Linked DNA regions of Oryctolagus cuniculus: all the other regions are linked to region 3. A link is a contact called in public Hi-C data. All regions are on one chromosome and are shown on one strand. Each heading gives the region's core, a stretch centred on a gene start, on an enhancer-like site or on the middle of the called end of the contact. The rest is flanking DNA. Distances are from core to core; before and after follow the strand shown.

Region 1 (3,191 bases), core at 176-2,675, 310 kb after region 3:
TTCTGGTTTTGATTCACAGATGAATTCTCAGAAACTTTCATCCTATTTGGTTTTAAAGAAAGATTTAATTTTTTCCTCTGCAGATTAATAGGTACTCATTGGAATGTGAGATTTAGACGCCTAAATCTTCTCATTTTGTCAGCTGAATTTAATCTTATTCTATGCAAAATCCAGAAAAGTTCATTCTCTTAAAAGTCATGAGTAGTTACGGATTCACAACTGTATTTGTCATCTGAACATCACATAATTAGCCCTGCAAGTATTGAAACTCCAGATACTCAGTGAATGCCAGCATTATACCCTGCACCAGGAGAAAAAAAAATACAGTCCTTGTCCTCAGGAGTCACTCAACTGTTTTACCCTGGAATTCCCAGTCTTCCCTCTGTGGCTGCCGTTTGCTGTTTGCAGAATCTCTTCACTGTAGTAGGCATCCCTCTTGTTCCTTAACTAAGTTGCAGGGGGCAAAAACAAGGGGGCTCCAGGTGACAGTTGGCCCCCTCAGTGAACTGCCCCAGAGATGGTGCCAATAAGAGACAGAGCCCTGAACCCTCTGTACACAGCGGATATGTACCTCCTGTGTCTTCAAAAAGACAAAGAGTGCAAGACTAAAGATAGAAGCCGGGGGTGACAACCTTTTAACCTTTTAAACAACCATGTTTCTGTTCACTTTGTTCCTGTTTGCCTCGGGAAGGGGAGGAAGAACAGAAAGAGAGAGAGAGAGAACTCTAATTACAAACTTCATGTTTCTTTCAGCCATACTATTTTCAATCCTATATAATTTGTACAGCTGAAGTGGCAAATGCCTGCTTTTAAATGTGGAGAGAAGGTGCCTCCATTTAATGCTTAGAAGAGATTGAGTTGGACTTAAATGAAAGGATTCGTGATTCATGATTTGCAGCTACCCAGGAGCAGCTGTTCTGTCCCCCACCGGGTGGGCTCTTGGAGAAATCTTCCTCTCCTTTAGCCCTGTTCCCCACATTGGTATCCTTTGGATCCTCTGGGATCAGGTGAGTTCGCAGGTGGCTGCTGAATGGGCCTCAGAGCTGTTAGGATGCCTCGATTTCTGGAAGAGCCCCTGCCAGAAGCTCAGGACAGGGGCTTGGCTCCATCCCTCTCCTGGAAAGTCCTTTCCCACTGTGAGACCTTGATCTCTGTTGGTGGAGCAGCCTGGTCCACTGTGCAAGACCCCAAGGAGGAAGGAAGCTCTGTATTGATCAGTTAGTATGGTGCAAGGTGAGTTTTATATGTTATTTTGTGGATGTGTGAACTACTGAGGAATTTCAGCAAACACTTAGCCTCCCCGGTGGCAGATAAGAGAAGCTCAACAGGATGGGAGTGAGTCAGCGCAGAGTAACCATGCTAATGATAAACACTCTGCCTTGCAGCCCAAGTCTGAGTCACAGACCCATGCCTTCTGTACCACAGCACATTCCTTCCTTGAACCAGAGCGCCCCAGATGGGGAGGGGAGGGCAGGGGCTGTGTTATCAGTGCCGCTGAGTGAATACTCCTCCTATACCCCCTTCCCTAAGGACCCGTCCCCATGTGCAGACCCATCACCACAGACTGTTCCAGATGTTGCCGGCTTGACCCTGAGAGGTGAAAAAGAAGAGGGAGATCAAGTGGGCCATGAGATTATTGTGTCCAAGTGTTCGCTATCAGGGACAGGTTCTTTTCTTCTATTTCCTTTATCTAGACATTGCAGAGTTATGGTTATAATCCTCCCTCCCCCCACCGAGGCCAAATCTCATTCATTACCTTTACTTGGTACTTTTACAAATATTTTTTGTAGCAGCTTGTTTTTCAAACACAATCTTAGGTGAAATTTCAATATATAAAACTGATAAAGGCAAATTTTGTTAGCATAATGTCTATTAGATTTCACTGTATCATGCTGACATAAAATGTATAACTTCAAAAAGAACAGTGAGGTTTTGTGATGAACATAGAAATCTGAAATGAGTTTATGGGCAGGAGCTGCAGTGTTCTCTAACTTTGGTTTCCAATTTATTCTGTTTTGCTGTCATTGGTTCTTTTTTGTTTTTAATGGTACTGCACAGGCCTGAGGAAATCCTGGCTCCTAAGGAGTTGGAAATAATAACAAGACTTTTTTTTAAGTTACCTTGTAATTTCAGGATATTTCTTTGGTCAAACTTACCTACTCAAACTTACTTAAAGAGTAGAAGTGGCTTGATTTAAAGCAGAAATCATTAATAACATGAAACAATTTGCCTTTTTTCATTGGTAAGTCTGATATTTTCCTCCAGTGCGAATCTTCTAGTAGAGGCAGAAAACACTTCTCAAATTATAACATTAATGAGATGCCCATTGACGTCCTTAAAGGAGAAGGAAAGAAATTTGTAAGCCGGAGGGCCCGTCCCTGTGCAGTTTCAGAAAGAACGCATTTACTTTGTTTTGCATGAGGAGTCTAATCTTAGACTGTGGATTTCTTCTCTGGCATGTGGCTACCATAAGGATGGTACCTTTGATAGCTGCATGCCAAGAATTCAATTTTGTTACACCATTTGAAGCCACACATTTAGTTCTTGTTGTATGCCAAGCCCACTGCAGACAAGAACTCAGGCTGTAGGACCTGGCCTAAGCCAGTGATTGCATGCACCTAGGACATAACAACGCTGTAGTAGGGTTCTCAGCTCTGAACCTGCACGCTGATGGACGTGGAGTGACCTTATGTTTATACGTTAAAACAAAAGAGTGGAACTGTAGCTTTTCTAATGAAAGGATGTTGAATTAATGCACTGAAATGATGGGATAGCTTTATTTTGATTTTGGCACAAGCTTGTCAATATTCGTTGGTCCACTGTGGGCAGAGTAGAGGTTATACTTAACAGATTACTAAGAATCCAACTTCTGGAGAGTGCCACTATCTCCTTAGCCCTTACAACAAAAACAAACATGAGTTAGCAACTATTAAAGATACAGAGACTTACTATCAAAATGGAATTAAGAAACCCTGCATGCATGCAAGAGTACTTTAGACTTCTCTCCACTCAAAGTGTTAAAGGCCCAGGAGTGGTCTGGATGCCTAGACACAAATCTGGTGTGGACTTTCTCTTATGCTTTAGTCTGGCTAGGTGGTGCTCAGACTGTACTGTACGTGGTTGCACAGGGCAGGCGAAACAAAGCCCTTGTATCCTACCATTAAGGGGTAATTTCAAGCACTTCTAATCAT
Region 2 (3,304 bases), core at 520-3,019, 340 kb before region 3:
CTCACTGTCCACTCTGCCTGTCAAAAAAAAAAATAAAAAATAAAAAAGGGCAGAATAAGAGAGAGGGGGGAGGGAGGGAGGGAGGTAGGGAGAGAGAGAGAGAGAGAGAGAGAGAATGTTCTCTCCATTGTTTCACTTCTTATATGGCTGCAACAGCCAGGATTGGAACCAAAAACTCCATTTGGGTCTTCTATCCCTGAGGATAGAACTTTAAAAAACACATATTGTTTATTTGAAATGCAGAGTAACAGAGAGAAGGGGAGAGACAGAGGGAGAGAGAGAGAGAGATCATTCTTCTGTGGGTTCACTGCCCAAACAACCAGACTAAAGCTAGGAGCCAGGGATTGTATCCAGGTCTCCCACATGGGTGACAGGAACCCAAGTACTTGGGCCACCATCTGCTGCCTCCCAGGTGCATTAAGGAAGCAAGATCAGAAGCGTTGAGTAGACAAGACTCAAGTAGGCATTCCAACATGGGATGCCAGTGTCTCAGGCAGGGGCTTAATGGGCTGTATCACAAAGCCTATCCAGAGGTTACAACTTTTTAAAAAACATCAATGTAGAGAAGCCCCTTGACTTACGACAGGGTTATGTCTCGATACACTCTCTTAAGTTGAAAACATTATGAATGCACCTAACCCGCTGTGCATCCCAGCTCAGCAACACAAGGCACTGAAGAATGTTGGTGATTTCCCCTTATGACCACAAGGCTGCCTGGGAGCAGCAGTCACTGCTGCTGGCCCTCAGCACAGGACAGGAAAGGACTGTGCAGTGCTAGCCCAGGAGAGGGCCAAGTTCAATGTCCCGAGCCTGGTTTCTACTGAACACATGTCAGTTTCATACCATGGTAGAGTGGAGAACCTATGTGGAGCATAAACTAGGAACCATCTGTCTTTGTACCTTGCTGCTGTCCACTTCCCACTCTGAGATATATAGCAGCAGCGCTATTGCCAACTCGAGGGCACAGGCCAAGCAGGGACTGACTTCTGGAGGGTAAATATTTGATGACAATAATGAATCTAAAACATCTCTCCTTAAAAACCAAGAACACCTAAAATAGATCCAAACACCGAGTTCAAATAGAAATCGGAATATTTTGCAAGTGATATCACCATTATAAAAGGTGGCTCTAGGATCTCCCACAAATTCCGGGGCAAGTGGTTTGTTTGCTTCTCTTTGCAGAGAGGGGTGCCTGTATGAACAACATTGAGAGCTAACGACTTAGGCTATGGTGGGTGTGAGAGTCAAAGAAACAGCAGAGAATAGGAACCATATTTTTGGACTCCCAAGCATGCGACTTTTCTACCTTCCCACATAACATCCAACTCTTAAGGACTGTTCATTTCTGTGTTGCAGTGTTCTATTAAACTACACTCTCAATGGTGCACACAGTGATCACATTTTTTTAAATCTAATACACAATTGTGAATGTGACTCCAGAATTCTGACTATAAATAGAATTTTATCAAAGCCGGCAGCAGTCTCTGCCTGCCATTGGACTGGTGGACTGCTTCACGATTTTAAGCCTTTCTTGTGGTGAAATTCAGAGTTGTACAAATTGGACTTGAAATTGTACTAATTCTGGCCCCTGTTTAGGGAAACACATTGGCATCCATATCATCCCTTCTGTTTGACAGATGATTCAAAGGAGTCACAGAGGTGTTGCTTGCTTGAGATCCTGAAAACTCACAGGCAGAAACTGCTGGCTTCCTATTCTGTCAGAGTAAATGGTGCTACTATTTTTGGTTCGGTGTTCTTTTCCATTTCTGGTTATCATGATCAGAGACAGAGAGAGGGAGAGGGAGAAGGAGAGGGAGAGGGAGGAGAAGGAGACATACATATTCCACTTTGTTTCTAAGATACTCTCTGATCTCTTCTGGGTAACTGGAAAAGCCATGGGTTGTCCCAGAAACTCTCACACAGTAGGTTGCTTGGGTGGTGGTGGTAGATGAGGACATTATATGATAAAGCTCACATGTTAAAATAAATATAAAATGTTACCACAAATGCTGTGCCAGCAGACATAGTGTAATCTGTGGACTTAACCCTTCCTTAATAAATTGTCAAAATCTGTTATCTCCTTAATGCAATGCCCTTTAAAAAGAGCCAGAGGGGAATACTTCTCACCCGTAATGAGTAACACTCATTGAAAATGCATTTAAAGGGCATTAAAAGGGGTAAAAATTATTTTAAGCCTTTAGAAAAAACCAAAAATCCCATCTACATACTAAAAAGGGTGATGAGAATAGAGTCTAATAATATGGTTGTAATCAGATTAGGGAGATGTTTGCCATGGACAGGATAGCAGGAGATTGGCAGCTGGTGCCATTGTCATCCCAGGAAGGGGTTTGGTTTCACGGGTACAGGGAGGTGTAGAGGCTCCCTGCAGTGGCTTAGAAGACAGAGTAAAGCAATTTGGGAGACTGTTATATATACAGCCAGAATTTTCCATTGTCGTTTCATTTGGAGGGGGAATATTTTACAGGGAATAGGGATAGGAGGTTACCAACACTTGTCTCTCCCTACCACTAATTTATTACCGACTATCCCTGAGTGGGAATAAATGGGCAATGCTAACAACGAATGGGAGCTGAAGAGTACTACCTTATAAGTGCATAAATTCAGAACACTCTCTCATTCTGCCATATCTTAGTCCCACGTCTTTTTTTTTTCTTTTAAGATTTATGTTCTTTATTTGGTAATCAGAGTGACAGAGGGAGAGACACATAGAGAGATCCTCTGGTTCACTCTTCAAATGGCCCCAACAGCTGGGGCTAGGCTAGGTCAAAGCCAGGATCCAAGAATTCTATCCTGGTCTCTCATATGGGTGGCAAAGGCCCACGTACTCAGGCCATCATCCACTGATTTCCAAGGTGCATTAACAGGAAGCTGGATTGGAAGTGGAGATGCTGGCACCTGAACTTGTGCTCCAATAAGGGGTGCTGGCATCGCAGGTGGTGTCTTAATCCGCTGTTCTACAACACTGACCCCTACCCAGTGTCTCTTTCTAACAGCAATGTCCTTCCTTCATCTGCTTCCACCTGGAAGGCTCCTATTACAATCGTCATCCATGGCATTTTCTCTCCCCTCTGTACTTTCAGGCACCTTTTGCCCAACTGTCTTAGTCACTGCATTGCCATTGACCTCTCAAGAGTTTGCCTTCTCCCTAGATGGTGGCATCCTTGAGGGCAAGGGTTGCATCTCTTCATCTACTTCTTGGTGTCCTTCGGTGCATCTGTTCCAGTGTGTTTGCAGTGTTGCTATCTGCCGATGGAAAACAGGGTCTAAAATGAGAAAATTCTGA
Region 3 (3,512 bases), core at 966-3,465:
TGTTTTAATTTAAGGCTGTTAAAATAACATAAATTAACTGCTTGCGCCAATATAATAATTACAATATTAGGATTTTGTCCCTGAAAATTTGCTACATGTAAGATGTCTAAAAATAGAGTGGAGGTGGATTGGACAGTTTGCAGATTATGAGTTGGAATAAAAACATCTCAGTTAAGCCAAAAACATGGCAACCAATATTTTCTGTTATAAAAATATTTTAGATGAATTTACTTCTTTTATGAAAGCTGTCTGAAACCGAAACGAAGAGCAGCAGCTCTCGGTTCGTTCACAGGCCAGGAACAGCAGTACCTGCAGCACGCAGCGCACGCCCCCAGAAGTTTCTGAAGCTTTCTGAAGTCCGCTTGCCCGAGGGAGCGGGGACGAGAGATTTCCCGGCTACGTTCTGAAAAATTTACCTTCACCTGGGTCAAGCTTGTCCAGGAAAACAAAACCAGGCAGAGACTTTTCAGGAAAGTGATGTTAACTGTCCACTAGAGGCTGTAATGAGACCGACGATCACCCTGAGGTTGAAACCGTCACGATCGCTGACTTTTAAATGGGGAAAAAAAAAAAAAAAAAAAAAAAAAAAAAAAAAAAAAGTTGTGGAAACCAGCAAGAGAGAACAGTCGTGGTTCTATTTAAGTAGTCATGCATACGGATATGGCATTGCAAAAACGCGAGGACAAAAGCGTTTCCCAGGCTCGCAGCGCTGGTTTTTATTTCGGAGGCACTCCGGCTCCACAATACGGCGTTGTTGCATTTCTCTCGGTGACTCTGCACCCCGCTTCGGTCGGTGACTAAATTGTTAGGTCATGGGCAAACTCAGCCAAAAGGTCTCGCAAACGCAGCTCGCAGGCAAGATACACAGGGATCGTGTTTCCAGACGCTCCGTGCTGAGCACCTGCAGGAGGGCGAGAGCGGTCCCAACACCTCCTGGTCTTCCAGAACCGTCGGCAGCCGCCAGCTCCCTTCCTCCAGGCGCCGCACCTGCGGGCCAAGGTGCGCCCCTTGCGCGCGCGCGCCGGCCGGGCCTGGCTGGGCGCGGGCTGGTGCGGGGCTGGGGACCGCACTTGCCGACTAAGTCCCGAGGAAGTACTTGGGCGCGGGTTCGCAAGAACCGCCGTTGGGTGCTCCTCTCGCTTTCTCTGCCTCCTCCGCTGGTTACCTCATTTCCGATGAAATTAATGATCCCGAATTAGCTGCGGGAGGGACGCACGCAGGCGCGTGCGCGCGCGGAGGTCGTGTGTCAAAGCCTAGCGCCACCGAGGAGTTCGGTGCCCGGAGCTGATCGCCCGACCTGCAGAGACAGAGGGAGGGAGAGAGAGGAGGGCGGCTCCCGGGGGTCGCCAGCTTTCAGGGGCCGCAACGGTGAGGCTGCCTCGCGCAACGGGACTCAGCCTCTCAACTTTCCAGAGTTGCGCGCTGGAGCCAGCCCCGCGGACCCAGGGTTTGGGTTCCGGGGCGCCGGAGCGAGCCGTGCTTGCCGGTTAGCGTACAGTGGAGGAGGCGCACACCAAGCCTGCGGGTCCGCTCCTCGCGGCGCCGGGGAGCAAGGGCACGTCCGGATGGGAAACGGCCGACCTCTCCGCCCCGCCCTGGGTCCTTCACAGCCCCCGACACTCGCTGGGAGAAACCCCCAGGCTGCCCGAGTTGCAACCCTCCGACTGGGTGGCGGGACCTGGGAAGGCGCTCAAGGACCCCCCTCCCCCGGCCCGGTCACCGCTCCAATGACCTCATCGTCCCAACTCCCCGCCCCTTTCCCGAACCTGGAAGGAGCGGTTCCACCACCACTCCGCTCCGCCCTACCCCCACCGAGGCCCGCTTCTTCCCTCCCGCTCCTCGGGGGCCCGCCCGGCGCGGGGCTCCCCGGGGGCTGCGTCCCCGGGCGGCGACGCGCACCGAAGGGTTAAGGGCGCGGGCCGCCGCCGCCGCCGTGCGCTCGCCGTGCTCTGCGCGGCTCGCCGGGCCGCCTGCCAGGGGGTGCCCCCTCCCCCCCCCATGAAGTCGGATCCTGGAGCTGCGGCGGCGGCCGCCAACTGCTCCATATTTGGCTTCTATTACACATTTACATACTGGAGCGAGCGAGCGAGCGAGCGAGCGCGAGCGAGCGCGAGGGAGGGCGGGCGGAGGGAGGAGGGAGGGCGAGCGGGAGGGGGAGGAGGAGGAGGAGAGAGCAGAGTATACCGCAGACATCATTTCTACTACAGTGGCGGAGCCGTACAGGACCTGTTCACTGCAGGGGGATCCAAAACAAGCCCCGTGGAGCAGCAGCCAGAGCCACAGCGGCCGCGAGACACTGTTTCTCTCCCTCTGTCCCCCCTCCCCACGCAACCCCAGATCCATTTACACTTTACAGTAAGTGGCTATTTTTTTTTCCTCCTCTGGTTCTTTCTCCCCCCTCCCCCATCCCCTTCGCCCCTTATTTAGATTAAAATCCCCCCGCCCCTCTCTCCGCTCCCCCGAGAGGGGCAAAAGCAACAACCAGCAAACAAACCCCAAACCCCAATTGGCTGCACGGAAAACAGCTGGAAGAGGAGCGAGGGAAACCGACGCGTCGTGTTGTGTGTGTGTGTATGTGTGTGTGTGTGTGTGTATGTGTGTGTGTGTGTATACAACCGTCCCCAGCTCCAGCCTCTCGGCCAGGACCCCAGCTCCGAGCGCCGACGCGGCCCGCAGGGGGAACTGCCAGGGCCCCGGGTGGGCGCCCGCCGGGCGAGGGGGCGCGCCCGGGCGGGGGGCGCGGGTGGCGAGAGCGGCGGCGGCGCCCCGCTCCGGCGGTTGCCGGTCCGGCCGCTAGTGCGGAGAACCATGTCCTCCTCCCTCCGGGTGGCGCAGCGGGGAGGCGGCGGCGGCTGGGGGTCGCGCTGTCCTCCTGCCCCCCGCCGCTTCCTTCGCGATCCTCCTCCCCAGAGGGGGGCGGTGAGCGCGAGCGGGGCTCGGGAGGGCTAGGCTTCCCCGCCGGTGGTCGCCTGGCCCCGGCGCTCCCGGGTGGGGGTCTGCCCGCCGAAGCCGGCCTTCCGGGGCGTGCAGCTGCGGGCTGGGAGAGGGCTGCTCCCGGCGCCGGGCCGGACTTTGCGCGCGGCGCAAGGCGTGAGGGTGCCCGGAGCGGGGCTGGAGTGGCGGTGGCGGCCCTGGCTACCGCCGCCACCGCCGCCCTGTTGGTGCGGCCGCTTCCTGATCATGTGCAGCCGCCGCCGCCCGGAGCCGGGAGCCCGCGAGCGCCCCAGCCCGGGCCCGCGTCCCCGCCAGCGCCCGCGGCAGGAGCAGAGGAGCGGCGGCGGGCGCTGCCCTGCGCCGGGAGTGAAGGGCTGCGCGGCTGCCGGGAGGGTGAATGGGAAGCCAGGAGGAGGGGAAGAGGCGGCGGCGGCGGCGGAGGAGGAGGCGCTGCGGGGCTTGGGATGCGCCTCGGAGCCCCGCCGCTCGCTCGCTCGCTCGGGGCCGGGCCGGACACTCTGCCACTCCCGCGGCCGCCGCCGCCGCCTCCTACGTGGTTCCAGTGCTGCGCGCAGGCC

The links. Hi-C and Micro-C count contacts between places; a contact is called where the count stands out from the background.
Region 1: a Hi-C map of skin fibroblasts shows a contact between it and region 3, with 2.3 times the contacts expected there. The contact joins the enhancer-like site here to the promoter of ATXN1 in region 3. A contact is called at or near these places in 3 of 6 Hi-C or Micro-C datasets (embryonic fibroblasts, skin fibroblasts and an unstated tissue).
Region 2: a contact with region 3 is called in a Hi-C map of embryonic fibroblasts, with 5 times the contacts expected there. The contact joins the enhancer-like site here to the promoter of ATXN1 in region 3. A contact is called at or near these places in 4 of 6 Hi-C or Micro-C datasets (ear pinna, embryonic fibroblasts, skin fibroblasts and 1 more).

What each region holds. Positions count from the first base shown.
Region 1 is chr5:143,742,420-143,745,610 of mOryCun1.1, reverse strand. The region is part of intron 5 of ATXN1 (ataxin 1); the gene reads left to right. LOC138849697 (a long non-coding RNA gene) reads right to left here. Exons shown (of 2, transcript XR_011388747.1): 2 at 1-3,191. Among named protein-coding and RNA genes, the nearest start is that of GMPR, 190 kb to the right of the region's middle. Within about 2 kb of position 1,425, at least 1 of the 8 cell types and tissues checked has an H3K27ac peak or open chromatin away from gene starts, as enhancers often do.
Region 2 is chr5:144,389,781-144,393,084 of mOryCun1.1, reverse strand. No RefSeq gene overlaps it. Among named protein-coding and RNA genes, the nearest start is that of STMND1, 19 kb to the left of the region's middle. Within about 2 kb of position 1,769, at least 1 of the 8 cell types and tissues checked has an H3K27ac peak or open chromatin away from gene starts, as enhancers often do.
Region 3 is chr5:144,049,099-144,052,610 of mOryCun1.1, reverse strand. ATXN1 (ataxin 1) reads left to right here and starts at 2,215. Exons shown (of 7, transcript XM_051832601.2): 1 at 2,215-2,355. LOC138849695 reads right to left here. Exons shown (of 2, transcript XR_011388744.1): 2 at 1-1,297.